Regions from separate parts of the Sus scrofa genome. Here region 1 is linked to region 2. Evidence: chromatin contacts called from public Hi-C data. All regions are on one chromosome and are shown on one strand. Each heading gives the region's core, a stretch centred on a gene start, on an enhancer-like site or on the middle of the called end of the contact. The rest is flanking DNA. Distances are from core to core; before and after follow the strand shown.

Region 1 (4,904 bases), core at 1,354-3,853, 95 kb before region 2:
AGAACCTGACTAGTATCTATGAGGATGCAGGTTTGATCCCTAGCCTTGCTCAATGAGTTAAGGATCTGATGTTGCTGTGGCTGTGGTGTAGACTGGCAGCTGAAGCTCAATTTTGACCTCTAGCCTGGGAACTTCCATATGCTGCAAGTGCAGCCATTTGAGAAAAACAAAGAAAGAAATCATCATCCTATACTTTTCAAGTTTCAGAAACATCAACCTGAAAGATAAACTCCTGCAACGGTTGACAAATGCCCAATCACATTCCGGCCGTATTCCTGACCGCTCCAGCATTACCTAGCCTGTGTGCACACCTGTTCTCCCTTTAAACTCCCTGCCCAGTACTAAGATCTTAACTTCTCTAACCTTAACCCAAAAAAAACCTTTGTTTTGACTACACAGCAAGCCCAGGTGGAATCATCAGCTTAGTGGTTCTCTCCTCCTCCCCCACAAGTGAGCCTAGGTCTAGTCTGCATACCTATTAGCCAAGCATTTCCTCACTCTCCTCTGTCGGGACTGAAGTTCCCTCAGGCTGCTTATTCTAGATTCAGATAGAGAAATTATGGGCCTTTCTTTGTAATTAACCTCTCACTACGTTTTTTTTTATGATACAACTTTTTAAAAGAAATAACATGACATCAAACCCAGCCTTTTAAAGTGTACAATTCAATGTTTTTTTTTAATATTCAGAGCTGTGCAATCTTCATTTACAATCTAATTCCAAAATATTTTCATCATCCCCAAAAGAAACCCCATACCCTTTAACTATCTTCCCCAATGTCTCCAGGCCTCCAACCCCTGACAATGACATATATTTGTACAGACTTGCCCATTCTGGATATTTCATATAAATGGAATCACACAATGTTTAATGTTTGTCTTCGTTCATGTAGCATATTTTCAAGGTTCATCCATGTTGTAGAAGGTACTTCATTTCTTCCCATTTCTTCCCATTCATTGTATGAATATGTCAGATTTTATCTATCCATCAGTTGATGGGCATTTGGAATATTTTCCCTTTTGGCTATTATGAATAATGCTACTATGAATCTCACGTGTACAAGTTTATACGTGGACATGTTTTTAGTTCTCTTGGGTGTATAACAAGGAGCAGACTTGCTGAGTAAGATCCCAACAGTATGCTTAACGTTTTGAGGGACTTCCAAACTGTTTTCCAAAGCACTGAACCATTTTATGTTCCCACCAGCAATGTATGGGAATTTCATTATTACATTTTCAACCAATGAGGATGTTACATTTCCTGAAGAAAAGGATAGGAGTGCCCCCACCAGATAACGATTAATTCTCTGCGAAGCATACTGCATAACAAAACAACTGTATTTCCGCACGACTACAAGGAACAAGACATTATAGGTTCAAATATACTGAGTGAGTTAACCCTTCACGGTCAACGGTTCTTTCATCGTAAAACAGAGAAGATGTGATGACATTTACGCGGCAGTCACCCTTAAGATGAAATAAAACAATCCACGGAAAGCTGCTTTCCAACATTGATTATGCGTGATTCAATGTCGGGCAAAGCGTTAAAAGGGCAAAGAGCTAAACGCCCAGATCCCTCCCCTTCCTTCACGTTCCTTCCCAGGGGGAGGGGTTGCTAAGGGACGGAGGGTGCTGCAGCCACCTCCCTTCTTGGGGAGGGCCGACCTGATGAGCCACGCAGGATAAATTGTCAGGACTCGAAAAGCAGACCCGGATCCCTCCAGCCCAACACCGTTCCCAGGCGAGATTCGCAGCCCGCTACTCAGCTCAGCAGGTCAGCGCAGGATCTTTTTCCCCTTTTTCATGCTAAGACATTTACTATGGTTGAAGTAAAAAAGAGGCAAAGAGAAAACAAGCATAGCCCCCACCTACGATCCTAGTTTCTGTCTCTCCACCCCCCCATAAGGAAAACACATGAAACCCAATTCATTACGAACTCTTGGAGGTGTATCAAACCCAATAACCCTCACCTCCAAAGACTCCCCTATTGCCGTCCCCTACCCCACCCCGGGACAGACAGCGCAAAGCTTACCTGGTGGCTTCCTCCAGCTCGACCTGGCTCCGACCAGACGCCTCCAGAGGGATAGTAGCCATCTCCTCCTCCCCCTTCTCCCGGCCAGGTGGTCTCAGCCTGGCCGCCCCCGCGTACCCGCCAAGAAACAGGAGGCTGGGGAGGTTCGGGGCGGGGAGGATATATGGGCGGAGGGGGGTGCACGGGCACATCTCCACCCCCAGGCCCGTAGTAGCGGCCATAAGACGGACCGTCACCGGGGCCGTAGCCCGAGCGCCTCAAGGCCGACATGGGCTCCACTGCCCCCAAGTGCTTCCCGCCCCCCACGGCCGGTCCATTGCGCAGACGCCAGCCGGAGAACGCAAGTGGACCGCAGGGAAGGGGGTCGGCCAGCAACAGCCAATCCCAGGCCGGGTCCCGCCCCCTCGGCCTCAGATTCTTGAGAGTTGAAGGACTGAGGTCGGTGACTCTGGGGTCTAGGAAGCAGGACAGCAAGGGGCGCCACCGTGTACCTTAAAAGGGAGAACGCATTTCCCCACTACGTATCCAATCTAGGTTTCTCTTCCCCTCTTGTCAAGGACGTGGAAAGGGTGCCTCGGGACCTCACTACGGTCCCGCCTCTTCCTGAGCACCGGCACGTGATGCCGGAAGTGGGTGGGAGTAATATGGCGACGTTTCCGGCAGGCCCCGGCGGCTGAAAGCCGGGCCGGAGGTGCTACTCTGGGTCCGGGTTCTTGTCCCGGTGCCGCCGAGGCGGCGACTGCGGTAGGAAGAAGGAAGTGTTGGACGAGTTGGCCCACCACCGCTATACGTTGCGCCTCATTTCAACTCAAAATGAACTATATGCCCGGCACCGCTAGCCTCATCGAGGACATCGACAGTGAGTAGTTCGGCTCCTCCGAGTGAAGTCTGGGGTGAGACTCTTCCTGCCGGGAGGATGCTTTTTGGAGGCAGGTCCTAGAATGAGTCCGGGCCAGGGGGCGGTGTCTTTTTAGTGCTGTTCTGGACGTGCGGCGTTAGCGTCCTTTGCAGGAGGGAGGAGCCTTGTGACACGCTGTTTGCCCGCCTCCTACCTGTATCCTATCTCTTACAGCCTGCACCAGTCCTCCGGCAAGCTGTCGAATCCATTTCTGCTTTTCAGGGATGCGGCTGCTGAGGCCCAAACATGAAAGTTGCCGCCTCCCGGGCCCATCATCTCCCACCTGCGGGATTTCGAGTCCCAGGTGGTTACTGGTGGATGGATGAGAATTCTTAAGGAAGGGATGCATCGAGAAACGAAAATACGAATACAACAGTAATTGGACTTAATTAGCACTAAGCATAGGCTTTATGCTGCGTCGCCTTTTGCAGTCTTCTTTTACCGTTGAGGGTCTTTAGATTTTCAGATTATGATAGTAGAGACTACTGCCAGACAAGGCTTGACTTTTCCAGAAGGACCAAAAACTTGTTTTTTTCTTGTTAGACAGTTTTCTTTGGTTTTTATTTAGACGACCTACCTTATTCCTAGTCACCATCCTGAAGAGAAGTTTAGTCCTCTATAGCTGTCCTGTCTTTTCCAGACTCTCATTCGTGGATTATTCCTCAAGCAAATTTTAATAAATTGTTTCAGTCCTGTGATCTGTCTTGTTTTGCTTTTTAGGGCGGCACCATGGCATGTGGAAGTTCCCAGGCTAGGGGTCGAATCAGAGCTGTAGCTGCTGGCCTATGCGACAGCAACTCTGGGTCCCAGCCACGTCTGTGACCTACACCACAGCTCATCGCACCACCAGATCGTTAACCCACTGATCAAGGATCGAACCTGAGTTTTCATGGATACTAGTTGGTTTCATTACTGCTGAGCCACAATGGGAACTCCGTCTCATTAACTTGTAGTAGTTGCAAAACAGTTTGCATACAGCTCCAAACAAGTTACAACAATCTCTACAGTTACTAAGTATGCAAATTAAAGAATGAGTTTATGATTATATTCTCTATCATCTGAAATTATTTTTAAAATCCAAATTAGTGATTTTGCTATTAAAGGAAAATGTAGTGTAGGTTGGACCAAATTCATATGTGAATAGCCACTGTACAAGCCTATCTGCAATGTATGATAAAGTCTTCAATTTTTGTTGTTTGAAGATGCCCTTTTGCCCTCACCTCTTTTGTTATATATCTGAATTAGTTGAGGCCTTAACACATTCTGCCATTCTACTAAAAACATAATTTTCTCAAGCCTCTAACCCCTTTTTTTTGCAGATTCCAAACCCCTCCTTTACCAAAAGGTTTAAAACCATTTCATATGCCCCCTTCACACACATACATTTTCCTCTTCTCCTCAGTCCTCCTGTATTTTCTCTCATATTTTCTTTCTCCCTCCCCCAGAGTCCTCCCCTTCATGTATGTTCTTGTCTGTCACATTTTTTCTCAACTGTGTTTCCCCATCAAATTCCCATCCCCCTTTTCATATCTTTACCCCCAAACCTTTTGAGCCATCTCCCATTTTAAGTCTGTTTCCTGACTCCCTGCAATAGACCATCTCTGTTACCCCTGCAATCTGATTTTTTTAGACAACACTCTACTGAAACTGCAGTCTTAAAAGGCATCTGTGAAATGCAGTCCTCCAGGTTCTTCCCTCCCCTCTGTTACCACTGGAATCATTACTTTTCTTGATTTCTCCAACGCTGGTACTTAATTTTCTCTCCTCTGCAACTCTTATTATTCCCTAAAATAGATGGGTTCTTAGCTTCCATCAACAGTCTGTTTGTTTATATCTCTAGGAGCTCTCGTGGACTTCAGTAATTATATCACCTCTTTGTGGGCTTATCCAAAATTGCTCTGATTCTGACCTTTTGGCCTCCCAGTCTTACATCTTTAATTGCCAGTTGACCTTTCTACATAGGCGACCTGATACCAG
Region 2 (5,143 bases), core at 2,334-4,833:
GAATCGGACCCAGCCTACACCACAGCCGCAGCAACACTGGATCCTTGACCCATTGAGCAAGGCCAGGGATTGAACCCACATCCTCACAGACACTATATTGGGTTTTTAACCTACTGAGTCACAACAGGAACTCCAAGGCCCATGAAATTTTACCTGCCAAGTTTTGCAGCCAAAACAACAGCAACCGCCAAAAGCAAAAACAAAAAAACCCCCCAAAAACCCGAGGGAGGCTCATGGGCATCAGCGGGGTTTGGGATGCTCTACATCAGAGTCCGGCCAAAGCCCTTAAGGCACACAGTGTGGAATGTTCTAAACACTTTAAAAGGAAGCTCAGGTCAATATAGAAAAAGGCCCATTATACTTCCCTCACTGCCTTCATGTCAAGTTATGTTAACCTATAACATAGAGACAATGTGACTAAGGCACAGGGATGCTGGCTTCAGTGCCCAGTCCACCTCCCCCTCTTCCCGGCACTGTCTGTACAGCAGCCAGACCTGGGAGCTGCCTCAGGTAAGCTTCCTGGGCACAGGCTCTATTTGTCTAACTGAACAGGGTGCTAGGGACACCTGTAATCCTACCTGCTTACCTCTGATTAACCTTAGCCAGGTACGGGGCTTAGGTATGACCCAAACAACAACCCCGGTAGCCTTGGGGTCGAATGCCCAGTAAGAGACTGGGAACATGGTAGTTGGTGGGGGAAGGGTGGAGGAAAATTTCTGACCCACTCAAAGGTTCTGCTGGTTTATGGTGTTACTGGAGATTTTTAAGACCCCACAGACTCAAATATTCACCTGTGACACTCCCTTAGGTCACTTTCTCTCAAGTTCTCCAGACCACCTAACTTCAGATCAGGGGCTCAGCCTAGGGAGGGTAAATGACCATGAAAAGCAAACTGAACTCAGAGGAATGGAGATGGTTCAAATAATTTGCTCTCCTTTTCCTCTAGGGACAAACACTGCAGTGCCCTTTCTAGCAAGAGTGACCAGTGGACACTCACTCCAAAAGCTTTTTTTTTGGCCTTTTCTTTGCAGAAGTTTCCGGGCTAGGGATTGAAGCCAAGCCACAGCAGTGACCTGAGCCACAGCAGTGACAATGCTGGATCCTTAACATGCTGAGCCACCAAGGAACTCCTCCAAAAAGCTCTTGACACACCCCCACCCTCTGTCAAAAACCTGGATCTGCAGACCCTTCTGTAAAGAAGAATGCTAAGTCCAACCTCAAGAATTTACCTGAATAGAAGCATCACTTTGTGTCAAACCCCAGAGGTCTGAAAGGGTGAGGGTTGTCATATTCGTCACTCACTCCTGAGTACTCAGAGCTTGGTACTTACACCAATGGCTGGGAGCTAGTTAGAAATGCTGGATCTCAGGCCTTACCCCCTCAACTGAAGAATCAGAATCTGCTATGAAATGAGGCCCCAGGTCATTCACATGCACATTGAAGACTGAGAAACAGCACCCCAGATGGAAGCAGAAGCGGGGTAGGAATGACCTTTTTTCATGAGGTCAAGTTCCTCTATGGGCAGGGCAAAGGGGTGGGCTGAAGTGGGCTTTGGAGTTAGACCCCACACTTTGGCTGAGGCAGAGGCAAGCCTGGGTTCTCCGGATTATGGACTATGGGCTGTGCCTCCCCAGCTGGACATCTCAGACAAGAAAAAAGCTGGCTTCAGGCTCCGGGCACTGCTGGCTTCCTTCCAGTTGGCTGCCAAAATGAAGCTACCGATGCAGAAGCGCCTTTCCCTCTTTCTCAACCAGAGATCTTCAAAAGGAGGGAGGGTGGCTGAGGTCTGCCCCCAACTCCCATTCCCCAGTCCAAAGTGAGAAGTGGGTGGGAGTTCCCTGTAAACAGCACCCCTGGCTATTGGTCCCAATTTGATCCACCCCCACCTAGCAACAAAGGTACAAAACAGGGCTACCTGAGCCATCAGGCTGCCTGAGTGCCCACCCTGAACAGATCAAGCAGGGGTTCACACTCTCACTTGAAGGAGCCCCCAAATTGTCCAAATAGGTCCCAAGAGACACAGAAAAAGCAGAACAGCACAGACTACATAAGGTCTAGCTTGGACAGACAATTTGAGTCAAGAGTGGCAAATAGGATCGCTGGGCATTTGTCCTTGAATCATTTTTAATAGACGAGACAGAATTTCTCCCCTCTATGCTTGGCTGCTATTTCTTGTTCAATGTGGGAAAATGGTATGACATGGGACAGTGGACACGTTTTTCCAAATTGGGGCCTGGGTGCCAGTTCTGGCCTATAAGGCAGCTCGGTTGCACAAGAACATCTAAGATCCTTAAAAGTTCTAACGTTGTGTGTTTTGGATCAAACAGCCCAGGGCTCGGATCTGGCTGCGCTCGCTGGTGGTGGGACAGCTGCTTGAGAAAATAAGCATGTGGCCCCGACGCTGGCAGGCGGCTAGGCTGCAGCTCCGCCCGCGGCCGCCCGCACCCGTGTTTCTCAGCGAAGCGCCAGGATCGGTGGAGTTTTTCGAGTAGTTTGGGAAGCAGCGGTGGAAGCGGGTGTAGGGGAGGGAAGAAGGGCAGAAACGGGTGAGCGCAGTGCGAGAACGAAAGAGAAGTGGTGAGCCACGAGGATTTCATCATGCAAACGCGCCGGCAGGTTTCATCAGCGCCCATACGCCAGGGCTCCGGAGCTGGCAGGGAATGCCAGGCTCCCGAGCGCAGCCCAAGGCTGCCCCCGCCCCGCGCCAGCTCAGCTTCCTCTTCCTCATCAACTCTCTGGGAGGTCACACGGCCCCCCTCCCCCCCGGAGAGAAGAACGTGTTTTTCTGCACAGCGTTGCCCGCGGCCCCGGGTTCCTTCGCGGAGATCCTCAAGCCTAAAAGGGCAATTTGTTCCAGAAGCCGCCGAGGCTCCAAAGCTGGGGGTGCCCCGGGAAGGAAAACGGTCTCTGCCAAGAGCCATTCACCCCAACAGAGAGCGCCCATCCCGACCCCTAAAAACCTCAGGCCAGCCCTCTCCGTGGTTGGGAGGCCAACCTGACCCCACCCTATTCAGCCTCAGAACAGCCCCCAACACCCACAAGGGGCAGCACACCTCGGCCTATGGCAGTCCTGGAAGCGAGCGCTTGTTTTTGGCGGGGGGAATCAGCTGTCTCTCCCAGAAAGAAGGAGCTATAAGGTGGCATTTGCAGCCGCGGCTCTGGAGCACGCACCCCTAGGGCAGGCAATGGAAGGCGCCCCCCGCGCCCCCCTGTCGTTCCAGGTGGCCACCTCCGTGCCCCTCACAGCCACCCTCGTGCCCCTTATCCGTTCTTTCCAGTCACCACGCCCCGAAGCCCTGTCGCCCCGTCCAACTGGAGTTCCCTATCCCTCCCCCTGGCCAGTCAGTCCTTCCCAGCGTCCGCACCCAGAGACCCCGAGCGGCGCCCCCGGGCCCGCGCCTACCTCCTGGGGTGGTGCTGAAGAGCGTGCCGCCGGGAGTGGTGCTGTAGTCCCCGGGCGGCAGCTGCACGCCATCGCCGAGGACCACCCGGCGAGTGGTGGGGATTGCCCGGCTTGGGGTCTGGCTGCAGCTGCTGCCGCTGGACATGGTCTCCCGCGCGAGGAGCCCGGACCCAGAGCGTGGCCCTGGCGCCCCTCTGGCCTCGCTCTGCCTCGCTCGGGCCCGCCCCGCCCGAGACCGCCCCTTCCGCCGCCTGGGCTGCCACCCCCTGGGATTTGTAGTTCCCGCTGCGCTGCCGCCCCGCCCACCGCCCGGGGGCTGCGGGCACAGGAGTCCTCTTCCGCGCTGGGTCCCGGGCACCCCACAGACGGGCTCCTGAGCGTAGTTGCTAGCGCCGCTCCCCTATTCCTTTCCGCCTCCTAGCTGCCCCGCCGCTAATCCCTTCGGGTCCCCGAGAGCCACGCGGGCAGGAACCGGTGGATGGGAAGGAAGATTCCGAGGCTTGCCTGTGTTAATGCCTTTCTAGCTCGGACTGCGCTGGGGTCCCAGCGGACCCAGCCCACTCTGGAAAGGCTAGCTGCAACACTGGGACATCAGGCGAGAAGGTCCCCTGCCTCCGAAAGCCTTCCGTGTTCCGTGCTCTATTTCCTCAGATGAGAAAGCGAGGATTGGTTGGTCATTCATCAATTTATTGAACATTCACGATGTGGCAGTCGTGGAAGAAATGTAGAATTAGGATCTGGGGACAAAACATCAAGCTGGGTGATGAGGGCTAAACCCGGAGCGAGGAGGCTGGGAGGGAGTGGACGTCGGTGGTGGTGGGGAAATATTGGTCAAAGAAGGTTATTTGCAGCCCTTTGAGTTGGGTCAGTGGATCCTGACCCCCACGCTGCCCGAAGTTTGGCAGGAGCTCTTTATTATTATTTATTATTTATTTTTTTAATCTTTTCGCCATTTTCTTGGGCCGCTCCCGCGGCACATGGAGGTTCCCAGGCTAGGGGTCTAATCGGAGCTGTAGCCACCGGCCTACACCACAGCCATAGCAACGCGAGATCCGAGCTGCGTCTACAACCTACACCACAGCTCACGGCAGCGCCGGATCCTTAACCCACTGAGCAAGGCCAGGGATCGAACCCTCAACCTCATGGTTCCTAGTCAGATTCGTTAACCACTGTGCCACGACGGGAACTCGCCTGAACTCACTTGAACTCCCCTGGCAGGAGCTCTTTAAATGAACGCAGGAACAAACGAAGGAATATTCAAGTGGAGGACAAAAAAACCTGTGGTGGCCACATCCGGGAAGAGTAGAGAGAGAAAAGTTTAAAAGAGAAATCCAGGGAATTCCCTTTTGGCAGAAGTGGTTAAGGGTCAGGCATTGTCACCGTAGCAGTGACTCAGGTCACTGTTGTGGTACCGGTTCCATCCCTTGCCTGGGAACTTCCACATGCTGGGTGGCAGGAAAGAAAGAAAGGATGGAGGAAGGAAGGAAGAAAGGAAGGAGGGAGGGAAGGAGGAAGGAAGGAGAGAGAGAGAAGAAAGAAAGAAAGAGGAGTGTCCGGAGTTCCCTCGAGCTCCCCTTGTGGCACAGGGGAAATGAATCTGAAGAGGAACCATGAGGTTGTTAATTCTATCCCTGGGCTCGCTCAGTGGGTTAAGGATGTGACATTGCCATGAGTTGTGGTGTAGGTCGCAGACTCGACTGGGATCTGGCATTACAGTGGCTGTAGCTCCCATTCAACCCC

What was found. Hi-C and Micro-C count contacts between places; a contact is called where the count stands out from the background.
Region 1: a Hi-C map of omental adipose tissue shows a contact between it and region 2, with 1.7 times the contacts expected there. The contact joins the promoter of BAG4 here to the promoter of EIF4EBP1 in region 2. A contact is called at or near these places in 1 of 5 promoter capture datasets (liver), 23 of 47 Hi-C or Micro-C datasets (adipose tissue, alveolar macrophages, blood and 14 more) and 2 of 2 datasets of contacts at active chromatin or transcription factors (alveolar macrophages and skeletal muscle).

The regions. Positions count from the first base shown.
Region 1 is chr15:48,346,207-48,351,110 of Sscrofa11.1, forward strand. It overlaps BAG4 (BAG family molecular chaperone regulator 4), which reads right to left and starts at 2,604. Exons shown (of 5, transcript XM_013984080.2): 1 at 2,030-2,604. The coding sequence starts at 2,299. It overlaps LSM1 (U6 snRNA-associated Sm-like protein LSm1), which reads left to right and starts at 2,447. Exons shown (of 4, transcript XM_005671778.3): 1 at 2,447-2,888. The coding sequence starts at 2,843.
Region 2 is chr15:48,439,790-48,444,932 of Sscrofa11.1, forward strand. EIF4EBP1 (eukaryotic translation initiation factor 4E binding protein 1) reads right to left here and starts at 3,584. Exons shown (of 3, transcript NM_001244225.1): 1 at 3,404-3,584. The coding sequence starts at 3,548.